Regions from separate parts of the Gossypium hirsutum genome. Here region 2 is linked to region 1. A link is a contact called in public Hi-C data. All regions are on one chromosome and are shown on one strand. Each heading gives the region's core, a stretch centred on a gene start, on an enhancer-like site or on the middle of the called end of the contact. The rest is flanking DNA. Distances are from core to core; before and after follow the strand shown. Region 1 overlaps LOC107915081 (a long non-coding RNA gene). Region 2 holds the start of LOC107918757 (LOB domain-containing protein 16).

Region 1 (6,953 bases), core at 1,659-4,158:
ATGTTCTAACATCGTGTTGTCAGATCTAATGAGAATCATTTTCAAAAGGTTTTATCATGATAGAGCACTGTAATAGTGTTTGTAAAATTGGAATCTAAGAAGATGAATTGGTTCCCTTGGTGCTTAATTTTGACAATTGTTTCTTGGCTAACTAGAGATTGTTGTCAGGCTGGCCTAATGATGGTGGAGTTAGGATGCAATTTTCAACAATTTAATCAATGTGACGCATCTCTGGTTTATTTTTAAATTTTTATAGTATTGCGGTTACTATTAGTTTGTCTTCTTTCTTTCTTTCTTTCTTTCTTCTTTTTTTTTTTTGAAATTATTCTATGGACATGACATCTGTGCATCAATGTATCATTTTATCATTTATAATATGTGACATGTCTTTGTATTTTATTGTTTATGATTTCTATTAATAATAATATTTTTTAAAAAAATTAGTAACATATTTTTTATTAATTTCAAATAGAGTTTTACTCACAAGTATATTAAGGAAGCTCTTTAAAGATGCTAACAATATTTTGAAGCAAGATTATTGTGTGTATCATGATAATTTAGATTCAATTTCTACCATCTTTCACTTTTCCTTCAATTATAAAAGAAAATAAAAATAAAAACACTCTTTAAAATTTATACTATTATAGCTAAATATTGTATTGAATGTAACATATAGTTGATATTTTTTTCACTTTTAAAAGTAAAAGTGGAACCTTTAATAATGCTATTAGGACACTCAATAGTTAAATTTATTTTTTATAATATAAATTATAATTCAATATTTTATTGTATTATAATTATATAAATAAAACTTTGATTTTACAAGTTAAACTAAAACAAAATTATTTTTTTCTTTTTATACATCCATCCGTACCCTTTATCAACTTTTCATAAAGTTAATAATTAATTAAGAGCATCTCCATCCAATCTTATTCCTAGATTTCCATTTTATTCCAAAATCTTATTCCTAGATTTCGCATCTACTTTAAATTACAAAACATTCTAATTGAATCTTCAAACATTAATAATATATTAATCAAGTCCTCCTTTCAACTTAGATATTATCTTGTGCATTAAACGTTAGACGTACAACATATTTAACACACATAAATCAAATTATAAATATATACATACTCATGGCAAGGATTGTTTGAATATGATGGGTTACAAAAATAGCCTCCTAAATTCAAATCTAAATTGTTCATAAAGTAGATAGCACATGTTTACAATTAGATCCTTATTATCTAAATATGTTCCACATCAAATATAAATTCGCATTTAACACTTAAATTAACAGTTGGACTCATGGAAAAACTTTTCATAAAATTAATAATCTTATCCTAATACTAGTTACTTTTATAGATGCATTTTGGACTATATGGAGAAGAGTGAAAAGTTATATGTATTCATATTCAATTTTTCCCTTGTACAAAAACTGAAGAAATTAGGAGGAAGCCCTCTGCCAACATAACAATTATAAAGATATAGACTATTAAAATTAGGAGTAATAGTAAAATTGCATTTTAGCCCCTTCAAAAATAATAAAAATTTGATTTGATCCTTTAAGAATTATAAAGATATAGGCTATTAAAATGATAAAATTATATTTTTACTGTCGTAAAAGTATACAATTAAATTTCGCCCCAAAAATTTTTCTAGCTTCCCCGTTACATACAAGCTGGCATAAAATGGTGGTATTTGGCAATATTCTCATTTTCTATTTTATTAATTCAGTTTGGCACTAACATTTTTCTGTACCTTAAAAATTATTATTAATTTATCAAAAAAAATTATCAATTTCTTAATTAGACTAACTCAAGGTATCTATCAATCAAATCGGATCATGGCTCAATTTTTAAAAAATAAAATAAAATTGTGTTCGATGCTCGAGCTTGACTTGACCTATTAACTCAAATGATGTTTTATTGTTAAAAAATAATAAAAATTAAAATATAATTTTATATTCTTATACTTAAACTTAAATAAAGTTATTTTTAAATTCATGACGAAATTTATAAAAATTAAAAATTCTTACCAAAATCAGTCCTAAGCCAAATCAAAGGTACCGAGTCAAACGGACCACCAGTTCTTAGGTAGACCTATGCTGCACCAATTATTTGCTACTATAGTGGAATCTGTGTAATCCATTACTGTCAGCCCCTAATTCCCCAAATTAGGGAATTAGGAAAGATTTTGGCAATGAGGGCTTATAAAGTTATTTCATATTATTATTAATGTAGTTTTGGTTTTTGGTATCATTATCTTCATCTGAATTAAGACTAATTCTTTTCAAATCAAGGGGTGATTCCAAAATTCAATAAAAGTAGCATTTTACTAACACAAGGTTTTAGTGCTTCTTTAAATTACTTAACGACTTGTTAAAATAATATTAGTATATTAAACATAATAACCAATAATTTTATTTATTATTTTTAATATATTAGAGAGAGATTCACCTGCTGTAAAATTAAAGAGATTTTAATTTTATATTATCCTATAACTTTTAATATGATTAATATTTTAATAATTCAACAATCAAACTGATTTCAAGTATAAATATCTGACAATTGTATAAAACTACTTTTATTTTATACTAATGTAAAATGTTAATTATATAAAAAATTATAAAAAAAATATAAAATCACTTCAATTTTACATCAATATAAATAAATCTTTTCCTCGTATATATTTATATAAAGTTTTACTGTCTTGTATATCCATACAACTATAATAAAAAAGAAAGGCCTTCCATGGCAACGGTCCTTTTTCCCTCTTTTTTTTTATATGAAAAGACATAGTAATCAATCGTTATTTTATAAAATCCTCAAGAGTGCACGTGCACATCCCATAGACTTTGTTGACCAATTGATTCTGACCTCGAACATGCCACACGAGTGGAACTGGACACTGTTACACGTCATCGCCGCTCATAAAACGATAAATTAAGGGTCATTTTGGTATATTATTATATGTCTGGAATGGCGTATAAGAAGTTTTCCCTGATTTTCGACCCGCGCTTTCCTCTCAACTCATCCATATTTCTGTTATTTGAGATACAAATATTTTTTAATAATTAAAAGTTGAACATTTATAAGTTGCTTAGCGTTTTTTTACGTACATAACACCAAATAATTCATGTTTTATGTTAATTAATGATATTTAAAATCCTCAAATTTAAACAAGTTTAAGGAGTGGTCATTGCAAAGACCAGTCAAACCGACTCCCATCTTACTACATATGGGGCCATTTTTTTAAGTATCTTTTCTTATCAGTATATCCCAAGAAATCTAGGGTATTTAGCTTCTACGATATATATATAAATATTTTTTTTAAAAATAACTTCCAACCAATAAATTACAATTTAGAATTTATATATATTAATAATATGTAAGGAATAAGAGTTATTTAATAATTGATTTTGAAAATTGATGACAATAAAAAACATAAAAATAAATAGTTGAACTATAAACTCATAGAATACTATTAAATGACTTGTGTTGAAATAAACATTTCCAACCACTCTCTTTGTGAAACAATTTACCCTCCATAATTTAATCACAAAATATCCTTCTTTTTTTAAGAATTTAATGTCTCAAAAGCAGCCTATAGTCATGAATGGGTCCATGGTTAGATATAATTTGATGAGAATATTCCTAAATTAACCATGAATTGAGTCCCTATCAAAGCTTCATTTATTATATATTAATGGGGTTTTTAAGATGTTCAGTGTCATGTGAGTTATGACTTGCTCTAGACGTTCAAACATCGATCCCCAACATTTTATGTCAGTAGTAGAGGTGTTCATGGGTCGGGACGGGCCAGGTTCGGGTCGGGCCCAGAAAAAATTTTCGACCCGGGTCCTAGGCCCGGGCCTGGCTCGGCCCGAAATATGGGCCTAGAATTTTGCCCAAGCTCGGCCCGAGAAAAAATTCATAACCCCGGGCCCAGCCCGTTTTTAAATAAATACCAAATATTTATTTTAAAAATTAAAATAAAAATTAAAAAAAGTAATTTTAAAATATTTTAAAATTAAAAAAATTTAAAAAAGTATTTTAAAAAAAATTTAAAATTAAAAAAATTAAAAAAAGTATGTTAAAAGTATTTTAAAATTAAAAAAATAAAAATATTTATTATTCGAGCCGAGCCAGGCCCAGGCCAAAAAAGTTGTGCCCGAGGCTCGGCCCGTTTTTTAATCGGGCCTCATTTTTTTGCCCAAGCCCATATTTCGGGCGGGCCGTCGGGCCGGGCCAAGCCGCCCGGCCTATGAACACCTCTAGCTGGAACTTATCAATAAAAACACAATCCCGAAGAGCTTTGACTATGAATAGTGTCTGGCTACGAGAAGATGGGGAAGGGGTTACAGGTGGAATTCAGGAGGGAAACAGGAGAGTTGCAAGGGAACCACAGAGAATGGAGCACATGAAGAGCTTTAGGAAGACAGTTGATCCAGTTCTGGTTTTAATTTGAAAAGGAGTTTCTTATGTGATGGGGCAAAACAGGGTAAGCCAATGACGGATCAAGCCCATGATGCGATGGACCATGATTTGGAGGATGCGGCTTTAGCAGGAGAAGAAGGTAAAAAAAGATCGAGAGAGGAGAATGATGTTGTATTAACGAATGAGGGGATTATCTCTCCGGAAAGAAGTAGGAGATTGATAAACCTTAATCACTTGACATCGACGGCTGCCAAGAGGCAAGCCGACTGGGCTTTATGAAAATCATAAGTTGGAATGTCAGTGGATTGGGGAGTTCACGGACATTCAGAAGACTTCGGCATGCGCTGAAAACTTATGACCCCCACATAGTCTTCTTTATGGAGACAAAACTTGGCAGAATTCAAATGGAAAGAGTTCAAAGAAGATGTGGTTTTGTGAATGGCATTGAGGTGGATCCAGAGAGAACTAAAGGAAGGTTATGTTTGGCCTGGAGGAATGACGTCAATATTTCTTTGAAAAGTTTTTCTAAAAGACATTGATGTGTTAGCTCATGATAATGAGAGGGAGGTTATGTGGCGATTTACAGGGTTTTATGGAACTCCGTATGCACGAGACAAGGAAGATTCATGGGCTATCTTGAAGAATCTCTATAATGGAGAGAATAATCATTGGTTAGTATGTGGAGATTTCAATGAAATCATGTATGGCTTTGAAAAGAAAGGAGGTATGGCCCGTGATGAGAGAAGGATGGAAATGTTCCGAAAGACTTTGGAATTATGTCAATTGAATGATATGGGATATTTGGGTAGATGGTTCACATAGGAACGAGGTAACCTTCCAAAAACAAATATACAAGAACGATTGGATAGAGGGGTTGCAAATAAGGAATGGATTTCTTTGTTCTCTGAAGTAAAAGTTCAACAATTGGTGCATTTTTTTTCTGATCATTGTCCTCTTCTAATTGATACAAAGAAGGAAATAAGAAAGCAGAATGAAAATAGATTCAGAATGAAAAATTGGTGGTTTTTGGAGGATTCTTTTGTTGTTCAAACCGAACATTTATGGAAGTTGTCGACAGGAAATTTTTTGCAGAAATTGGAATTCTTGAAGAAAGGGTTGGAAAATTGGGCAAGAAATATTCTAAAGAATAAAAAAGAGAAAAAGAAATATTTAACGGCTAAGCTATCTGAGCTACTTGAAGCGGAAAGGGATGATATTAACATGGCGGAGATGATCGACACGAAGATTCAGCTAAACATGGAGATTGAGAAGGATGAGAGATATTGGGAGCAAAGGGCTAGACTGAACTGGCTCAAATTAGGGGACAAAAATACAACTTTTTCCATTAGCCAAGCAACCCAGAGATGAAGGAAAAATACGATCAAGAGTTTACAAAACGAGCATGGTAGGGATACGGACAATATAAAGGAAATGGAAGAAATAACAAGATTCTACTTTCAAAATTTATTTACATCAGAGAATCAAGAAAATTTCGATTACTTGCTTTCAGGTATGAATCGAAGTATTTAGGAGGAGGATAATAAAAAGCTTACTGCGCACTATACAAAAGAGGAAATTCGAGAGGCTTTATGTGAAATGAGACCCACAAAGGCGCCAAGTGAAGATGTCCCAGCTAGGGCTGTGCATAAATCGATTAACCCAATTTTTTTTCGGTTAACCGACCAAGTTCGATTAATCGATCAATTAACCGAAAAAATTCAACCGGTGGTCGGTTAATTTCTTTTTATTTTTTCGGTTAACGGTTAAATCAGTTCGAAACCGGTCGGTTAACCGAAAAAAATCAGGTAAACCAAATTTTGCATGGTAGGGCCTAAAATAGGTCAAATTAAACCCAGCCCAATTTTTTCTCAAGCTCAACACCAAACTTTTTGGGTAATTTTCGAATAATTTAGGTAATTTTCGGGTAATTCAATTAATTCGATTAATCGTGTAATTCGGATAATTTTTAACCAAAAATAAAAAACACATAATTTTCAGTTAATTCGATTAACCGACCATATTAACCAAAAAAATTCGATTAGATTAACAATTAAATTTTGAAAGGTCGTTTAATTCGATTATAGCAATTTCGGGTCGATTAACCGAATGAACACCCCTAATCCCAGCTATCTTTTATCAAAAGTGTTGGCATTTTATTAGAGAGGATGTTGTTTCTTATTGTCTTCAAAGGGATATAAAGGTTAGTTCAATTAATAAAACTCATTGTGCTCATTCCAAAAATCAATAATCCATCTAATATGTCACAGTTTAGGCCCATTAGCTTATGCAATGTTATTTATAAAATAATGGTGAAAGCTATTGCAAACTGATTTAAAGGGGTGATTGATAAAAGCATTAATTGTGCTCGAAGTGCCTTTGTGCCAGGAAGATTAATCTCAGATAATGTTTTGCTAGCTTACGAGATAATGCATTCTTTAAAGCAAAAAAGAGTAGGGAAAAAGGGTTATATGGCGGGAAAACTAGACTTGAGTAAGGCTTTTGATAGGGTTGAATGGA
Region 2 (6,953 bases), core at 2,523-5,022, 99 kb before region 1:
ATAACATTATTTAAATAGTTAAAATTATTTTTTAAAAAATTAAATAATATAACTTTTAATTAATTATACCTATTTATTTATAGTTATTGAAACACTATAAATATTTAAAAATATTTCAACAATAACCAAGAATATGTATACGTAAACTGGAATAAATGATCAAGTTAAAGGCACGGCGTCAGTGGGTTGGAGGCGTTGAAACTGGAAAAGATATATAGGCGGTAATCCTTGCGGAAGGCATGCTTTGAAATTGAAAACTAATATCCTCCCAACAAAGTTAATGGCCGCAATTAAGGGTCTGAAATTTGTATCATGTGATTCTGGGTCAGCATCTTATAAGAACAGCAAAGTCAAATGGGCCAATATAAGCCCAACAGTAAGGTTGTTCCCATTTTCCAACCCAAGGAAAGGTTGTAGGTTTTCCACAAAAATCCAACAATAGAATACTCAACCTATAGTGGCATTTGTTGCTTATAGAAAGGGTTAATGGATCATTTACCCTCAAAGTTGCATTTAATTATCACTTTCATCCTTAAAGAGATTATGAAAAACAGTTTCTATAGAGTAAGGTTGTTTACTTTTTCGCTACCTTGGTGATCGATATTTATAGAGGAATGAGGATTGGGCGATGATTCCAATCATTAAATTACCCTTCCCCTTGGGTACGGTGATGGGGTTAGGGGTGAATTTAGAGGAGTACAAGTGTTGGCACTCTCAAATGGAAAAATAATTTTTTAGTACCCTAATAAAGTTATTATATAATAAATTTTTACTTTTGACGTCTTAAAAATGAAAAAGATTTCTATTTAGTCTTTTTAAAAGTGATAAAATCATAAATTAATATAAGATAAAATTATACTTTAACCTCACAAAAATTTAAAATTTAATTTTGTCTCCCTCTTTTTTCTTTGGCTTCACCCCTGGATAGGGTCTTATGTGTCAGCTTAAGTACTCTTAAGGTTGGCTTGTTCGAAATCTAGGAAAAAAACACATAGTAAGACTGGAACCTAGCACACCAAAACTCTTAAAATTTTGAATTACATAGTCTTTTATAAATATAAGTAAGTGTCTTAATCTAGTATAAATAATATTTGACGTAGAGAAAATTATTATGGAAATTATTAAAAGGCATAATGATTTGGCCTTCTAACTTTACAAAAAGAATGTCTTTTCTCCAACTTTACAAAAAAATGTCTTTTTAGCCCTACATTTAATTTCTCGTCTCTTTTAACTCTTTTTAAACGTAGCATACATGCGGACTGCCATGCCAACAATTAATTGTTTTTTAAATTTTAAAAAATAAAAATATATTTAAAAAGTATAGAAATTATAAAAAAATTATTTTGTTTTAAAAAAATAATTAATTGCTGACATGACATACAAATGGGCTACCAATTTAGCAAGGTTAACACACGTTAACTTTTTCATCCATTTTGAAATGATTTGACAAACAATGCAAGTTCAAGGATTAAAAAGAACGAAAAATTAAATAAATGACTAAAATGATTTCTTTTATAAAGTTGAAGAGCAAATAAATCATTATACCTTACTAAAATTATATTAAAATTTTTTTAGTATAGTATTATAACTTACTAAAATCATGTTGTAGACTTATAGGATATCCAACTTATCATTGATGTCGTGAAATATCAATGGTTAACTGAGTTTTATCAAAAGTTACTAAATTTTTTTTAAAAAAGTTTATTAAAGTTATCAAAATTATATCAAATGTTACCTAAACAAACCCCAAATAAGAAGTTTTTTTTAAAAAGAAAAGAGATGTACAAAGGATGACGTGAAATCACGATTTCATATGATTCTTCTTGGGATTGGGTTCCAGGGTATGGGTTAATTGTTTAAGCCATATTTCATGCGGCTTTTGTTACTTGGGGCCAGAATTCTCCACACATGATTGTAGCACTAACCATAAACATCCAACCCAAGAGTTGAAGGTTGTCTGGCGGAGATAACCAAAGGGTATCTCAAGCTATAAATGCTCATCACTCCTAATTCCCTCCTGACATAGAAATAGCTAGTTATGCATGCATGTGAGCCATGTGCTTGGGTGAAACTGCAACTTAGACTTCCAACTATAAATGCTGGTGATGTTGAGTGCCTACCATTTTAATTTCCCCATCATCAATTTCTATATGCCTGCCGCGTTACACGGTTGGCCTGCAATATATGAAGTCACAACTATGACATTAAAAATCTACTCTCTTTTTTCCTTTTTGCTGCAAACTGCCATTGTCCTCCGTTAGGGAGTGACGAAACTTTAACCATTTATGCTTTTCATCCTTTTTTTTCTTCTTCATTGGTGAGTCGTATTCTTTGCGTAGGTACAATGCGCCACGCCACTTTCGCTCTGGTTAGTTGCAGCTGTTCTCGGTTTAGCCTTTTGGTTGGATCCATTCATATAGTTCCAGGTTTGCTGATGAATTGGTATTGATTGCTACATTATTATATAAACACATTGGTTTTGAGGATTACAAAATATATAATAAAAGAACTAATAAGATCATCATGACTTAAGCAGATATGTGAAGAAAAAAATTTGAAGCATTTTACTCTTGTGGATAGTGATAGTAATTGGTAATTATTTTAGCAGTACTGTAGTCCTTTGTGAAATTATTGGAAGTTTGCGTAATATAGCATTGATCACCTGTTCTTCTAGATTAAGGAGATAAATCACGTTCGCAAGGCAGGAAAGATATATGTATTTCACTATCTAACATTTAAGCCTATAAAAAGAAAAGAAAGTAATATGAATTAAAAGGGTGTAGAGAAGCTAAGATGGTATTAACTATGGGTACAAATGGAGAGGAGTGAACGTGCATTGGGGACAAGAAACATTGAATCAAAGAGAGGTTTCCGACAATGAGGAGACAATAAAGGAAATGAAGTGAATCTGCCTCCAAATTCATCATGTTAAGCTACTTTCGTTTCCCCTTTGCCCATTGCACGGGGCAGCTTAATTCGTATTTGAATCATTGGTTGTTACTTTGTTAAACATGCGCTTGGACTTTTGAAGGAAAAATTATTGCCGCCCTCACACTCACCCTCACTTCCCAACTATAGCTTAACTATCTTGTTGCTTTCTGCTTTTCATTTACACCTTTCTCTCTTTCTTAATCTCTCTCTCCTTCAACTTTATACACACGAGGGCTAGCTGTAGCTACCAAAACTATCAGTCTCCATATATAGTTAGGACGTGATATCCGTTGAGAGTTGATAAGTGGTAGCATAAATGCCTTCTAATGTTATTTAAGGGTACATATCCCTATGTCACACATGGCTCGGTCCGATGAAATGCTTCCATTTCATCATATTCTTTCTTACATTCCTACAAAACCCATTTCTTGTTCAAATATTTCTAATAATTCTAAAGATTAAGACGAGACAATTACTTATAAATTACCCCAAAAAGTCTTTATTTTCCAAAATTTCTTACTTAACATAAGATTAAACCTAAAATAATTTTCAATCGACAAAATTATATCAAAATTCAAACTCAATGTGGATAAGAATTTGGTTAATATGTAAGATTATTTTGTCATAAATGAGTAGGTTTTCTTAATTCAGACATTTATTCAAGTCTCACAGGTGTTCTAGAAGGTCTTTCCTTTTTTTTTTCATACTTAACACAACAAAACAAACCAAATGCACTAAAAAATGTCGTAATTCACCTAAGTGGTTGTCGGTAGGCTTTTAAAGGCAGGTGGCAGTCGGGGCAGAGCCCACAAAGAGACAAATAGCAGCAGTTTCAAGGTGCGGCGAACGGCGGAAAAAGGAAATTAAATTTTCTTTAAAGAAAACCCGAAACCACCACAAAAATCAAACTTGAAGTAATAAAATAATTCAAATAACATAAACCAAATCTAAATCATTTAGTAATTTGTTATATAGCCACTAAAAAAACAATCCCCATATTGCAGAAGCCATTATTAAATGCTCCCTTAGAACCCTACATAAAGGCCCTTCAATGTCCCCCCATTCACACTTCTTATAAGCCTACCCCTTTTTGTTGTGCAGTTTAGGACCCTCCCAACAGCCCCACTCTGACCTAGCCAACCAGCCAACCATCCTCTCCCCAACCCTCAAACCCCAATTTTCTTTAGCACCATTTCCTAGTATGCTCCTGTGCTTTGTAATTCTTTAATTTTATGAATTATTATTTCTCCCTAATTCCTGCTCTGATGCTATAATTCTCTCTTAAAGCACTTTTTTATCTCTGCCATGGCATCATCAAGCAGTAGTACCACTGGAACAGGCTCCCCTTGTGGTGCATGCAAGTTTCTGAGACGAAAATGCGCCTCTGACTGTGTTTTTGCTCCTTACTTTTGCTCAGAACAAGGCCCTGCAAGATTTGCAGCCATTCATAAAGTGTTTGGGGCTAGCAATGTGTCCAAATTATTGTTGCATATCCCAGCTCATGATCGTTGTGAGGCGGTCGTCACCATTGCTTATGAAGCTGAAGCCAGAATTAGGGATCCCGTTTATGGTTGCGTTGCTCATATTTTCGCCTTACAACAACAGGTTCCTATTCCCTTTCCGTTTTTTTCTCAATTTTTCATGCTATAATTTGAACACTTTCTAATCTTTATTGCATATTACATCTGTTCGTGGTTTGTCGTAGGTTGCATGCCTGCAAGCTCAACTAATGCAAATCAAAGCCCAACTAGCTCAAAATGATATGAATTCATCGCATAACATAGTAGAGAATCAATGGCAAGAAAACCTTTCTGGCACTGTTCCAAGCTATATGAATCCAATCTCCCCACAAAGCTCACTTGAGTCTGTTGAGCTCAACAGTGGTGATAGCGTGAACCTGCAAGAAATACAAAGCAGACATGAGGAGTTTTGTTTCCAGGGTTACCATAAGAAGAGATTAAATAATAATAGTGATTTGGGTGAGCTTCAAACACTTGCCCTTAGAATGATGAGGAACTAAGCTGAACTATCGTTTTGGATTTTTTTTTCTCTATGGAATATGAGCCAGATGATCTTTTTTTTCTTTTCTTTCCAGTCCATGATATGTATGTACATATGGAAACTGTTCTGAAGAAGATTTAGTACCTTAAGTTTTTTATCAGACTAATATTAGCATTGTCCTCTTTCTTTTCTGTCTTTTTCATTCAGCTATGGTACATAAATTGATGGTGGTAGCTGAATGATAATATGCTCTGAAAATCATAGTTAATTTGGATAGTGATGGATCAAGCGATAAAAAATTTCATCAATATTAGTGCTGATTTGCTCTCCATTTTGAAATCTGACTCTACTTCACTCAATTAAATCAAAATTCAATATGAATTTCACACAATTTTATATGATAGTAGTTTACTGTTTTGTGAGCCACAATTATAGAGCAACTTCAGTTTGACAAACTAGGCATTGAAATCAGGGCTCTACTCAATTGTTTGCTTTTAGTTCTACCTATCAAGATTAATGATAGATTACTCAACTAAGCAAGCAGTTGTTAGGGTTTTGTAGATAATATTGTTATATTATCATCATCCAGCATCTATCTTTCTTCACCACTTGGCTTAATAAATAGTTTTCAGTTGGTAAGTGTTAATGTCTTCCTTAAGCTTAGATGTCAGTCATTAGGTCCAATGAAGGAATGAGTATTTGAAATCTCTCTAGGTCTTTTCATGTGATAGCTTTCTTAGTTTTACATAGTGATTGGCTCTTTCCTTTTGCCTTGTATAATGGACTGATGGGGCAACTGCCTTGCCTTTGATTTGGTGTGGTATAGCAATTAGAAATCTCAACTATAGCAAGTTATTTTTTAAATATTTAAATGAATTGAACAGAAAAAGTTGAAATAACACAAAAGAGGGATTAATGTTGTCTTAGATCAATTGGTAGTCTAAATACTTTACAAATGTGAAGAACTGATTCAGCAAAGGGTTCCTTCCCAACATCTGTTTGGTCCAAATTCAGATCACCTGGACTTTGTTTACAAATAGGGATATCTGGGAAGGGACGGTGAGTGCTGTGATGGTGATTAGAGGCCCTTGAGGAAGCATCTTGGGATGGGACCCACTTTACCTAGGGTTTATGTTCTAAATTCGGTTCACCTAACATTAAGTATTTCTTTTCAAATTGGAATGGCCTTGTATCCATACTTTTAGACAAAATGTTCCCTTAGGGCTACATGTTAACAATCTTATTTGAGGATATTATCATGAAGCTCCATACATCCCTCCTAACTTAACACATTTTTTGGAGCCCATTCCCCTTTGGCGTCATAAAAATCTTATCATTATTTAATTAATAAAAAAAGGGGAAAGCGGCAGTAATCACTTTGTCCATCCTTCCATTAGCCAAATTGCAATGGCCAAGGGAATATTAAGGCATTAAAAGTCATTATTCCAAACAAATATAATTGATTTCGAGATAAGTGATCATTATTGAATGTGAGTTGAAGATTAAAAGCTGTCGGCTTTGTTTTTTAATTATAAAAATTCAGTAAAATATGTTTAGAAAAGATGAAAAGAGAGCAGGGTCTACTTGTTGGACTGTTTTATTCTTAAAGGACAGGAATCCATGTTTTAAAATTTAATTATATTTATGTTTTAGATGTTACAATCTTTGTCAAAAGATCAGTGAAAAGTTTGTAGCGTTGGACCTATTTCTTTTATGTTAATTATTAAGCATTAATTATTGGAATTAATTTCATCCAACTTGTTAATCATTAATTTCAACATTACTAATTTTAAACCCAAAAAATGAAAAAGAAGCGTGGAGAGTAACAACTAGAACTATGTTTGTCCAAAATTCGAAAGCATTTGACTAAAAATATTAGGCCTAAAAAATAGGTTTGGGTAAAACAATTAACCCCATTTAAAATATGAGTTACATTTGGGCTTAAACATTTAAGGCCCACACCCGACCTGTTTTTAAGTTTATAATACTTGATATTATGTAATTTATAACACATTAAAAAA

The links. A called contact is a pair of places that touch in the nucleus more often than the background predicts.
Region 2: a contact with region 1 is called in a Hi-C map of leaf, with 1.9 times the contacts expected there. The contact joins the promoter of LOC107918757 here to the enhancer-like site in region 1. A contact is called at or near these places in 4 of 34 Hi-C or Micro-C datasets (hypocotyl, leaf and seedling).

What each region holds. Positions count from the first base shown.
Region 1 is chrD08:8,419,941-8,426,893 of Gossypium_hirsutum_v2.1, reverse strand. It overlaps LOC107915081 (a long non-coding RNA gene), which reads right to left. Exons shown (of 5, transcript XR_005917466.1): 5 at 2,626-2,907. Among protein-coding and RNA genes, the nearest start is that of LOC107915081, 5.9 kb to the right of the region's middle. Within about 2 kb of position 2,908, at least 2 of the 9 cell types and tissues checked have an H3K27ac peak or open chromatin away from gene starts, as enhancers often do. A contact at or near this core is called in leaf, where this site is marked.
Region 2 is chrD08:8,519,776-8,526,728 of Gossypium_hirsutum_v2.1, reverse strand. LOC107918757 (LOB domain-containing protein 16) reads left to right here and starts at 3,772. Exons shown (of 2, transcript XM_016848343.2): 1 at 3,772-4,536; 2 at 4,637-5,240. The coding sequence starts at 4,237. The coding sequence ends at 4,951.